Linked DNA regions of Sus scrofa: regions 1 and 2 are each linked to region 3. The links are chromatin contacts, called in public Hi-C and HiChIP or PLAC-seq maps. All regions are on one chromosome and are shown on one strand. The core of a region is the stretch at or near the end of the contact, and the rest is flanking DNA. Distances in the headings are between cores, read along the strand shown. Region 1 holds the start of TMEM104 (transmembrane protein 104). Region 2 holds the start of LOC102159509 (CMRF35-like molecule 6). Region 3 holds the start of CD300LF (CMRF35-like molecule 1).

What was found. Hi-C and Micro-C count contacts between places; a contact is called where the count stands out from the background. HiChIP or PLAC-seq counts read pairs in DNA pulled down with a chosen protein or histone mark.
Region 1: a contact with region 3 is called in an H3K27ac HiChIP or PLAC-seq map of alveolar macrophages. The contact joins the promoter of TMEM104 here to the promoter of CD300LF in region 3. A contact is called at or near these places in 2 of 47 Hi-C or Micro-C datasets (alveolar macrophages and epiblast stem cells) and 2 of 2 datasets of contacts at active chromatin or transcription factors (alveolar macrophages and skeletal muscle).
Region 2: a Hi-C map of alveolar macrophages shows a contact between it and region 3, with 3 times the contacts expected there. The contact joins the promoter of LOC102159509 here to the promoter of CD300LF in region 3. A contact is called at or near these places in 1 of 5 promoter capture datasets (liver), 22 of 47 Hi-C or Micro-C datasets (alveolar macrophages, blood, brain and 11 more) and 2 of 2 datasets of contacts at active chromatin or transcription factors (alveolar macrophages and skeletal muscle).

The regions. Positions count from the first base shown.
Region 1 is chr12:6,457,344-6,461,311 of Sscrofa11.1, reverse strand. It overlaps TMEM104 (transmembrane protein 104), which reads left to right and starts at 1,733. Exons shown (of 10, transcript XM_003131226.4): 1 at 1,733-1,859; 2 at 2,490-2,636. The coding sequence starts at 2,592. NAT9 (N-acetyltransferase 9 (putative)) reads right to left here and starts at 1,572. Exons shown (of 7, transcript NM_001195360.1): 1 at 1,565-1,572; 2 at 563-648. The coding sequence starts at 639.
Region 2 is chr12:6,558,143-6,561,828 of Sscrofa11.1, reverse strand. It overlaps LOC102159509 (CMRF35-like molecule 6), which reads right to left and starts at 2,132. Exons shown (of 8, transcript XR_002337002.1): 1 at 1,870-2,132.
Region 3 is chr12:6,498,667-6,502,702 of Sscrofa11.1, reverse strand. It overlaps CD300LF (CMRF35-like molecule 1), which reads right to left and starts at 1,551. Exons shown (of 9, transcript XR_001299760.2): 1 at 1,362-1,551. The region is part of intron 1 of RAB37 (ras-related protein Rab-37); the gene reads left to right.

The sequences.
Region 1 (3,968 bases), core at 484-2,983, 42 kb after region 3:
TGGCAAGGTGAACTCCGCAAAGAAGGCTGGACCGACCTCCACAAGGGTGGGCAATGGGACTCCCCAAAAGGAAAACTACAAGTAAAAATACCCGCCTACAGCACCAACCTCCTCATCCACCAGACATCTGCCAACAAGCCCCAGAGTCCCACCCTGCAACTCAGTCCCGGCCTTTCAAACAGCAGACATCACACCAACCCATCGGCTCAGGTTTATGACACACTAACATTTAGTCTCTAAGAATCGAGCCCAGTCACTGGCCAGAGGAACGGTACTCATTGATAAATAACTACACGAGAAAATAATACCTTTTTTTCCTTGCACACATTTGGTTTACATACAATTATTCCTGGCCAAAAGGCCAAGAAGGAAGCTGAGGGGGTGAAAGGAGGAAACAGGGGGATGGGTGACTTTGGTTTTCACTTTTTTCCTGTAACTACTTCTCACATCAATGTTTCTCCCTCTTAGAGAAAACAACCCCTGAGAACTGGGCTAAGGCAGGCTGACCTCCTCGCTGTACCTTGGACAGCTGGCCTGTGCCCAGTGTCAGGTGAATGATTACCTAGGCACATGCTCCGGGGTGTAGGGTACCAGCACCACCTTCTTTCCCAGAAGCAAGGTGTTCTGATTTAACCTCATGGTAGCAGCCTGTGGGGGGGAGGGCAAAGATTTCAGGACCCTGAGTTTCCTTCCACTTAGAGTAGGCGGGAGCCCCAGTTCTTAATTCACTAAATGCCTCCTGAGGCTAAGTTATTAGAAGAACCTCCATCTTTCTTTCTTCCTTTTTTTTTTTTTTTTTTTTTTTTTCCCCTTTTTAGGGCCGCACCTGCAGCATATGGAAGTTCCCAGGCTAGGTGCTGAATCCAAGCTGCAGCTGCCGGCCTACACCACAGCCACAACCAAAACAACGCAGGATCCGAGTCGCATCCACAGTTCAGGGCAACTCCAGATCCTTAACCCACTGAGCCAGGCCAGGAATGGAACCCGCAACTTCACGGATAGCAGTTGGGTTTGTTACCGCTGAGCCACAACGGGAACTCTCCGTCTTTCTTTCCAAACATTTCAGAGGACACGACTCCCCTTGCAAGAAGGGGAACCAAGCTGGTTAAAGATAATTAAACAATCCTGGGCTCGCATGCCAAGGCGCCAAGCATGGGCTGCCTTTTCTGCCCATCCTTTCCACCCCATCTCCCAGAACGTCCATGCCTCACACCTTAACAGCAAGACTTGTCAACAAAATTCCCCTTGCTTGCCCCAGTCTTGAGACTCCACCCAGAATCAATTTCCAGCCCTGTCTTAAACCTATTTCCCAGCGACCACCCCACTAGGCTCCCGCCCTCCCTCTTCCTGCCCCCCAAGCCGTCTGGGCCTCCCCGGCCGCGCTAGGGTGAGACAGGCCCAAGGCCTCAGTCCCTTCCCCTTTGTGAGGAGTTATAGGCTCCTCTTCTCGAACTCCCGCAACCACTGAAGCCCCGGGACGACCAAGTTCACACCCACTCCTCGTAAGAAGAATGAGTCCCCAACAGGCGTCAAACGCCTCTTCCACCCAGCCCCGCTTTCCTACCTGGCTGACGGCCTTTCCTCCCGCATGCGCGTAGCACCGCACCCCGCCCTCTTCCGCCACGCAGACGGCAGCCGCCGGGGCCCAATCCCGGTCCCGCCTCCGCGAGGAGTCCAATCAGCGCTGCGCGCCTCGCCCAATCAGCGCCGCGCGCCCCGCCCGAGGCGCGCGCAGAAAAGGTGGGCTCCCGGCGCGGGCGCATGCGCGCTGCAGGCGCTGGTGCGGGACAGCTGGCGCCGGCAGCAACCCAGGGGCTGGAGGCGGTGGCCGCGGCGGCTCGGAGCAAGCTGCGCTGCAGGTGTCGGGCCGGCCGGAGGGTGGGATGGACTGGGGTCGTGCCGGACTCGAGGCTTCTCTAGGAGGGGGGAGAAAATGGGGGAGAGGATCGGAGGAGGGCTCTTGAGAAGACGGGCAGTGCGGGGAGCCCTAAGGCAGGTCGGGGGACGTGGAGTGGAGGCCTCGTTAAGAAGGAGAGGCTTTGGGGCAAGAGTTGGGTTGTCGGCGACCTAAGAAAACCTCCAACTCTTTGCCCTAGGCGGAGGAGGCAGACAGTCACTAGCTGCCCTGGGTGGTAGTGAGCTCGCTGTTCCGGCATCAAATGGGGTTATCCAGAGTGTGTAAAGGGGACCCTTGTAGTGGGTGAGACTTAGTGGCTTCTGAAGCGTCCTAAATCACTTGGAGTCTGAGCGGCTTGGAATACATTCATGCCTGCACAGCAAGGAGAAATTTAGAAGAAACTACTCAGCAAGGAGAAAGTTAAAAGAAACCACTCAGTCATCATACAGGGAGACCCTTCCCTCCGGGCTGTCTTGTGACAGATATCGAGGCTGTAAATGTCTGATTAAACGATGGGAAGGGAGCGGCTCTGCAGACATCCCCCCACCCGCATTTAGGTCCATCAGAAAGTTGAAGCCTGCTCTTTTCTTAGGGAGCCGCAGCAGCCGCCGCCACCACCGCCACCATCACCGCCACCACCACCACCGCACAGAGGGGAGCTTGGCTACCGAGGGACCCTTCTTCACCTTTGGAAATGGCGGGTGAAATCACCGAGACCGGAGAGCTCTATTCTCCCTACGTGAGTTTTACTTTGGGAGCCTGTCTTGCCTACATCGGTGCCTCTGGCTTCTAGAGAAGCACGCTGCTTCCTGTGGACTGTAATTGTGAGCCCAGCGCTTTCAGAGCTGGAGTCTGGGGACCCCATCCAGCAGTAGCCACGGTGACCATATTGTGAGAGGCAGGTTTGGTCCCTGTTTGAGTGTCCATCAGAGAGTGGTCAAGAAAACCAAACTGCCTCTTGCTAGCTCTTTATGGTATTTATCTCAGGACTGCCACCATTTTCAGCCCATGCGGCCAGTTCCTATGGACAGTGGCTGTTGGCCGTCGACTCTGGGTTTTGCTCATCTTAGCAGTCTGCAACCACTATGGTTCTTAGCTGAATTTTAAGTTGCACAACTTTTATAGTCTTGGATGGCGTAAGAGGCAGAGAAAGCTCACAGAGACCTCCAATGCAGTTTGGTGCAGTCTGTAATTAGAACAATTAGAATGATTGATTTCTCCCTCTCTTGGGTCTGTGTTACCCCTCGCACACACACGTTCAGTTTATCTTCTTTGTGTAGTAGAAGATTGGTCACGATTACATCACGGATAAGTAGCAGGAAGACTGGAATAATCGAATGATTGATTCCTGTTGCTGCCAAGGATCCCAAGGAAAGGCAGCACTGCCTTAAGCAGCCAGAGTCCTCCTTCTAGAAAGTGCCCAACCTGAAACAGCTGCCCTGCTTTGCACTTACCTTTCTGGCCTGGGGATCCCTGATCTGTTTCTGCTAGCCAGCCTCACAGACTCCAGAGCTGTGGGGTGACAGCTAAGGAGACATGGCTGAGAACAGCAGGTCCAAACTCTTCCTCCCACTAGGTCTTCCGGCTGGATCTGTGCCTTGCCTGTGTAGCACCAGGGGCACCTCCTCCATCTCTGTAATTTATGAGGGAAGTCTGTCTTGAACCTGGAAATGAGCGGACTCGTGTCCCTCTCATGTCATGTGTGGGATTGTGTAACAGCTCACAGCCTCCTTGGGATCAGTAAGGACATGTCCATAGAAATCACCCAGGTTCCTGCTTCATCTTACAACAGCTGTAAGCCTAGCGGCGAGGAGATGAGTTATTTCTATAACTGGGTGTTAAGAAGGAAAGTCTCTGACGGGCCTACTTTTCTTGTGCCTCCAGCTGTTCGGTAATCATTTCATTTGTCAGCATGTGCCCACAGGAAATGGGGCAGTGAGACCTAAACGCCTCAGTGGGTTCTGCTTTTTTTTTTTTCTTTGCCTCTTTTTTCCCCCCATGTGGGGGGTCAAATTGGAGCTGTAGCTGCCAGCCTATGCTACAGCCCAGCAACTTGGGATCCGAGCTGCGT
Region 2 (3,686 bases), core at 883-3,382, 59 kb before region 3:
GTCCTAAGTGCCCCGGAGAAAGAGAGAGCAGAGCACGTCAAGGGGACACAGCAAACATTATTATATATCAACGAAGTTCTCTATGATAAGGTGACATTTTAGCAGGGACCTGAAAGAAGCCAAGGAGTCGTGCTACCAGCTGGGGATAAAGGATCCAAGGCAGAGGGCACAGCAAGTGCAAAGGTCCTGAGGTAGGAGCCAAGGGGCTGGAAGAGTGGGAGTGAGGGCAGGAATGGAAGGAGATGAGGACAGAGAGGAAATGGAGAGACATCATTTAAAAACGTGGAGGGAGGCTTTTGTGGGGAGTTTGGAATTTACTCTGAATGACGTAAGGAGCCACTGGAGAACCATGTCAGGTGACCTGATAAGGACCCCACTGGCTGCTGTGAGGACAGACACCTGGTCGAAGCAAGGATAGAAGAGGGGAGACCATGCAAAGGGGATTATCGTGCTTCAGGTGTGAGGTGACGGTGGCCTGAACCACCTGAACCAGGTCGGGGCAATGGAGGGGGTGAGAAGTGGCTGGATCCCAGATACCCCAGTGTCTCTGTTGTAAGTTCCCAGAGCACCCCCTTTATCCATCGCAGCCATAACAGGCATTTGTCTGTGCCCATTTGATTAATCCCCCTTAGGAGGTAGAGACGGGGTTTCTTCGCTCACACTACATATTCCACACCCAGGGCCCATAATAGATGCTCTATTCTGTGGAATGAATGACTGAACAAATATAACAAAGGAAAAAGCGCGGACGCACACAAACATACAGGCAATTTTGCAATGTGCTAAACCCAGCCCTTTGTTCTCTGCAGGTTCTGCAAGAAGCTGTCACCCTGTGTCCGCGCTGTGCCCAGCACCACTCAGGCACGAGAGCAAAGAACAGCAGAACAGGGAGTGACATTGGCCACCTGGGCTTGGGTCCAGGGTCCACCAGCCATGGCCAGAGACATCAAATTGCTAATAATTTTGTGTTTACTTTGTGCCAGAGACTACTTTAAATACTTCCCAATGCAGGCGTTCCTGTGTGGCTCAGCGGGTTAAGAACCCAAGATAGCAGCCATGAGGATGCGGGTTCGATCCCTGGCCTTGCTCAGTGGGTGAAGGATCCAGCATTGCCACAAGGTTCGGGTAGGTCACAGATGCCGCTGTGGCTGTGGTGTAGGCTGGAAGCTGCAGCTCAAATGGACCCGTAGCCTTGGAACGTCCATATGCTGCAGGTGCCTCAGTAGAAAGAAAAAAAATTATTTCCAATGTATTACTTCATTGAATCCTCCATGCCAGTCAAATAAAGTGGGTACTATTCCCATTTTTCAGATGTGTAAACTGAGGCAAAAAGTGCTTTAGGACCTGCCCAGGAACTCCCAGCTGGCTAGAGCAGATGCAGTGGTCCAGCCCCTTGAGGGAGGGCTGGGGCTGTCTCCTGGGGTCTCTCCCAGTCTCCCAACCACTGACCTATCTCTCTTCCCGCCCAAGCCCATATGAATGCGTCCTGGAAAATCCACTTCCTACCGTAGCTCTGTCACCAGCCCACCTTCCTGGGTCTTCCTGGGAAGGCCACCACCTCGTGAAACGCCTTTCTAAACCTCTCCAAGTAGAGATCTCCAATCTCGCTGCAAACTCATTCCAGTGCAGGGCAGTTCCACCCCCTGCCCCCCACTCGCCATTCTCTGAGTGTCTCTCAATCACCTCCTTCCACTGGCCAAGGGTCAGCCTCCAGAGGACACCGCATCCAGACGCAAACCCCACAAGTCACCATCATCCCCTCGCGGAGGCCCTAGACCACAGAGGGACCCAGAAAGCCTGGCCCACCAGCTGCAAACTGCCCTCTGTTGGCAACACTGGCTAAAAAGAGCCCTGGGACAGACTCCTTACTCTCTTGCAAATCCAGGGCTGTGGACGCCAGGGAGGCGCGGCCGCATTTCCCAGCCTGGTTTGGGTCCCGGGGGAGACCAGAGTCCTGGAAGTCAGGAGACCAAGTAATGGCAGTCATTCTTCTCGATTAAGTCGCATTTTTGAGAACCGAAACTCCAGGATTACTGACGGTAGGGGAAGCAATACTCAGTGTCCCAGCCCACAGAAGCTGCGGCCGGTGGACGGTGCATCCGAGTTCCGAGTCACCCCCCCGTCCAAGTCGCCCCGGGTGCCGGGGAGCGGGAGCGCGCGCCCCCTAGCGGACCGTAGAGGGGACGCCGGGGAGGGAGGCGGAGCAAGGGGAGGACGACGAGTGGCTCCCAGAGCCGGAAGTGGAGGATGGTGAGAGGCTGAAACCTAACATCTGGTGGAGGATTGCCTTCTCCACGACAGGACCTCACTTAACGTCCCCTCCAAGCCACTGGGAGTGTGCCTGAAACAGTGAGTTGACTAGGGTTGAAGGTTAAGTCCGGACTTACTAGGCTAGTGGGCTGTCACTGGTTAGTGATGAGCAAAGGGAAGGCAGAGGGCGGGCACGTGTGCCAGGTCTTCACCTTTCTGGTCTGAGCTGCTCCAGAGCCAGATCCCAGAATAACTCTGTCTCCGTGAGCCTCTGGCCCCTGGGAGTCAGAAACAATTTCCCTCTTACTGTTCAACCAGGCGGAGGAGAGTCCTCAGCTGAACCTGTCAGCTAAGGCCCCTTCCTGGAGCCTCATGGAAATCTCTCATTTTGAGTTTTAACACCCCCTGGACAGTCCGCTCCCATCTGACCCAGCAATGACCAGGACACCTCTCTTAACCACACTTGACCCAAGAACGACCTACATGGCTGCCAGGCAACCAGGCAAGCCGGCTGAGCCGGGAAGACAGCCCCCATCCCTCTCCCCCCACCCTTCCATCTCCTTCTCACCTCCTTTCCTGCCATCTGCCAAAAAAAAAAAAAAAAGTCAGTCTTCAAAAACAAATCCTGAAAAACGAGTGACTGAAAAATCAAGTTAAGAGGAAAGTAGCACTAATTTTACCCCTTAGGCTTAGAACACTGACGGGTCCAGGGGAGTAGAAACGGGGTGGGGGGTCGTGAGCAAGATGTTTGAAGGGCAGAGTCCAGTCCCAGTTCTGCCAACCCCCCTGGACCTGAGTGTCCCCACCTGCAGGAGGAGGAAACTGGCCTCCAGAGGGCGCCAGACCTCACCTGCTCCCACCTGAGGTCCTGACCCCCAACCCAGGGGCTGTCTCTAGGTGTTGGAGGGAAGGGCTGAGGGATCCCAGAACTCCCGGCTTCGATTCAGGCAGTTTCCAGATGAAATTTTATTTAAACAAGAGGTTCTATAAGGGGAAAAAATAGTATTAAATATTTCATACAAAGAGTATACATAACCAGGAATTCCATGCTCTGGTTTCTCTTCATATCGTATAAATCTTTCGCCTTTTACATAACCAGGAATTCCCATCATGGCACAGAGGAAACGAATCTGACTAGGAATCATGAGGTTGCAGGTTTGATCCCTGGCCTCACTCAGTGGGTTAAGGATCCGGCGTTGCCACGAGCTGTGGTGTAGGTGGAAGATTTGGCTCAGATCTGGCATTGCTATGGCTGTGGCATAGGCCGGCAGCTGTAGCTCCAATAGACCCCTAGCCTAATTAGACCCCTCCGATTAGAACCTCCATATGCCTCGGTTGTGGCCCTAAAAAGTGAAAAAGAAAAGAAAAAAAAGAGTTTATACAACCTATAAGTAAATGATAAAGAAAAATGATAAAATGCACATCTGTATGCCCCC
Region 3 (4,036 bases), core at 302-2,801:
AGTGTACGTTCATGGTTTAAAAAAGATGAGAGAGGCGTTCCCATTGTGGCACAGCGGAAACAGATCTGACTAGTATCCGTGAGCATGCGGGTTCGATCCCTGGCTTTGCTCAGTGGGTTAAAGATCTGGCATTGCTGTGCCTGTGGTGTAGGCCAGCAGTTCCAGCTCTGATTTGACCCCTAGCCTGGAATCTTCCATATGTCTCCGGTGCAGCCCTAAAAAAAAAAAGGAAAAAAAATTTTTTTAAAGATGGAAGAGAAAGGAATTCAAGGAGGGAGATGTGGTCAGATTACATTTGAAGTGTCAACATGTGAGCGAAGACGTGGAAAAACGTGGAACGGACCTTTGGATAGAAGGGTCTTGAGTCCAGGGAGATGTCCAGCTACAAAATCGGGAGTCATCTGCTTAGAGACGGTACTTAAAGCCAAGAGCGGAGAAGAGATCAAGAAGGGAGTGAACCTGGATAGAGAAGGCGTCCGGACACGGAGCTCCAAGCACCCCCAACATTTCAAAAGAAAGAGGAAATCCCCTTGATAATCTAAAAAATCCTACTGCACAGCACAGAAAACTCTATTCGATGTCCTACACAAAACCGTAATGGAAAAGAATATTTTTAGAGCATATATAAACATATATGTATGTACGTACAACTCAATCCCTTTGCTATACAGCAGAAATTAGCACAACATTGTGAGTCAACCATATTTCAATTAAAAATCTGGGCGGAAAAAAAAAAAGAAAAAAGAACATCCTCCTGGCTTTTTATCAAAACGGCATCCATCACCTTCAAGCTGCCTTGAGCCTCCATCTCTGCTCACACTCAGCCCCCCTTCCCTCTTCATCCTACCAAGCAAACCTCCCTTTCCATTTTACTATTTCTTTCTAAACCCAAAGCCTAGAATCGCCTCTCCCTCCCCATCTAGTTCCCTCCCTTCTGGGTCCCCTTCCACTCACCCTTCCCCCAGAGCCTTCCCTCGCTGGTAATGCTTTCTGGAAGGTGACCGTGCAGGAGCGAGTATTCACCAGCTCTCCTGAGCAACCAGGGCTCCTCTGCTTTTCCCTGACCAGCAGGGGCCATCAGGTTGTCCCTCTTGAGGGATCAGCCCCAGGATGGTCAGGAGTTAAGCCTGGTGCTGGGTTCATCAAGGGCACCATGCTCCATATTTCTGTTGGCCACTGTGAGCCCTGCATCCCTGCATGAGGGGGTGAGGGAGTGAAATACTCGGGCTCGTGCCTGGAGGGAACTACTTAGAAACGCGGTTGGTTTTTCAGCAGGACGCCTTGCTGGCCTCTCTCCCTCTCCCAGCTACTTTCTCCCGCCACATAGACTCTCCCTCTGGGCAGATTCAGGCTCCACTTACCTGACAGCTGGAAGAGGAGGGGGAGGAGCATCAGCAGGTACATTTTCTCTGCTTGCGGGTCCTCCTCAGCGGAGCCTGTCAACAGGAACCAAGAGTAGCCTCCTTCATCTTCCAGCCCTTCTGTTTTCGCTCACTCTCACACTGTACTTCCTCCTTCAGACCCTTCCCACTGATTAATCAAGCTAAAAGAGGAAGAAGTGGGATGGGTGAAACTTCAAGGCAGTTAGCAATGCAAGAAGTGATAGCGAATAAGCTTTTGAGAAACACCTCCCTGTCCGGAGCCACGACAGTTTCTCTAAAAGGAGAACTTCCTGGTCCCTTCATCGTCTTGAAGTTTGCAGACCCACTGGGTCCAAGTGGTTCTTATTCGAGCCTTCTCCCCTGGTGGGAAGACACAGGCAGGTGGAACTCAGCTCCAAGACTGATGGACACGATGCTCTAAACGTGGAATTTCAAGTGTCACCAAATTTTCGAGAGCCTGGAAGGTCAAGAGCTCCCCACTCTATTACAGGGGGCTTGGGCTGATTTCTGATGTGATCCTCTCCACGGGCCGCTATTTCTACTATTTAAAAAAAAAAAAAAAAAAAAAAAAAAAAAGAACATGACCACACTTGTGGCAAATGGAAAGTCCTCAGCCAGAGACTGAATCCAAGCTGCACCTGCAGCAATGCCAAATCCTTTCACACACTGCGCCGGGCTGGGGATCGAACCCGCGCCTCTGCAGAGACCAGGGGGAGCTCCAGGGCCACTATTTCTTAAAAGGCCAGTACGAGAGCTTCATCCTGCCCCTGCCTCCAGGTAGGATCAGATCTGAAATGCTGAACCTTGTCACCCTGGACCGTGTCCTCACTGATTCAGAAAAGTTCCCAAGAAGATGGAACAGTTTTCATACAGCAGAAGCAGAAAGGGATGAGAACTCTTCACCCTGGAAAGGCAAAGGATAAAAGGGGAAAGTATGAGAATCTCTTACATCCTTTAGGAAATGACCAAGGCGGACATGGATGGACCAACGGACCCCTCACATTCTGGACTGTTCTCTCCAGGAAGCACTTCTTCCAGCTTGAGGAAGTCGAGATGTAAATTATTAAAGCCGCTGCACACAACAAACAAATGGGGCCTTTTACCCCAGGAGGAAATACATGCCGAAGGGAATTTGGTTTGGAAAGTGGGGGTGGGGAATCATAGTCAGAGGATGTCCAAAGTCAACATCAGGGACAACCCCATGTTTGTCCTGACACCGACCAAGGTCACTGTCAGAGCAAACGGTGCAGGTGCGCACGGGTCTGACCCAAGGAGCTCCTTACCACCTGCATGCTTTTACAGGTTGGATGTTTTATGCCCTTATGTTTTTGCAAGTCCAACTAAAGCTGGCATCTCCCAAGCCACTCTGGTGACCTTGAATGCTTGACTTTGGAAAGTGGTGACCCTCCACTTTGAAACCAAGGCATTTTCACTCCCACTCATTCATTCATTCACTCATTCATCGAGGACCCACTGGGTATCGGCCTCTGGGTGCAGGTGTATTTCCTCTCTGTGGCTAATGATTTTATTTCAAATATAGCACCTGAACTTTCAGCGAATTCTCCCCACTACTTCCTCCAAGTACAGAAGTAGCCAGTCCAGATTTCCCTTCGTGGCTCAGCGATTAACAAATCCAACTAGGGGAGTTCCCGTCGTGGCGCAGCGGAAACAAATCCAACTAGGAACCATGAGGTGCAGGTTCGATCCCTGGCCTTGCTCAGTGGGTTAAGGATCTGGCATTGCCGTGGCTATGGTGTAGGCTGGCAGCTGTAGCTCCGATTAGACCCCTAGCCCGAGAACCTCCATATGCCACAGGTGTGGCCCCAAAAACAAAAAAAAAAAAAAGAAGAAGAAGAAGAAGAAGAAGAAGTAGCCAGTCCCTTCTTTCCCAGACTCTGCTTTCCTTTAAAATGTTGTCGCCTCCAAGGCCAAGGGCAAATTCTTTCCAAGGCATATAACCAGACATCTTGATTTTTTTTTCAGTCTATAGACTTGCCCACCCAGGAGACTCATTGCATGAAATCCAGGTCTTCCAAGAAGCAGGTGCCAAAGAGAATTAAATGTGCAAGGATTTTATTCGGGGAAACATCTGCAAGAGGAAGGGGTGGGAGCCAGGAGAGGCGGGAGAGCCCACGGACCACGACACAGGTCTGACCCCAGGCAAGGGAGGCAGAGCAGGAGGGTTGGATAGAAATGTCTGAGACTACTGTGAAGTCTCTGGAAATTTCTGTAAAACCATGAGAGAGTCCTTGAGCCGAAGCTGGACTTTGGTGTCTCTGGGGACACTCCTGCCTCAGTGTCCCTGCCACGCTCCACCTTCAGCCTCGGTACAAACACAGCAGTGGGAGACGGCAGAGCACAGGCATTGGGGACTCAGTCAGGGACACCCCCATGATCAGAGGTGAGAGGCACCTTCGCAAGGTCACCTCACCTCAGATGATATTTTGGGGGGCCACACCCACAACATGCAGGTGTTCCTGAGCCAGAGATGATTCTGAGCCACATCAGCGACAACGCCTGATCCTTAACCCTCTGAGCCACCAGGGAACTCCAACACTTATTACCTTGGGGTGAGACAAGTTTTGCTTCCATACCATCTTCAGTGGTTTCAATAGGAAAGCCAGAGTTTGGCACGTGTGTGTGAGTATATGTCC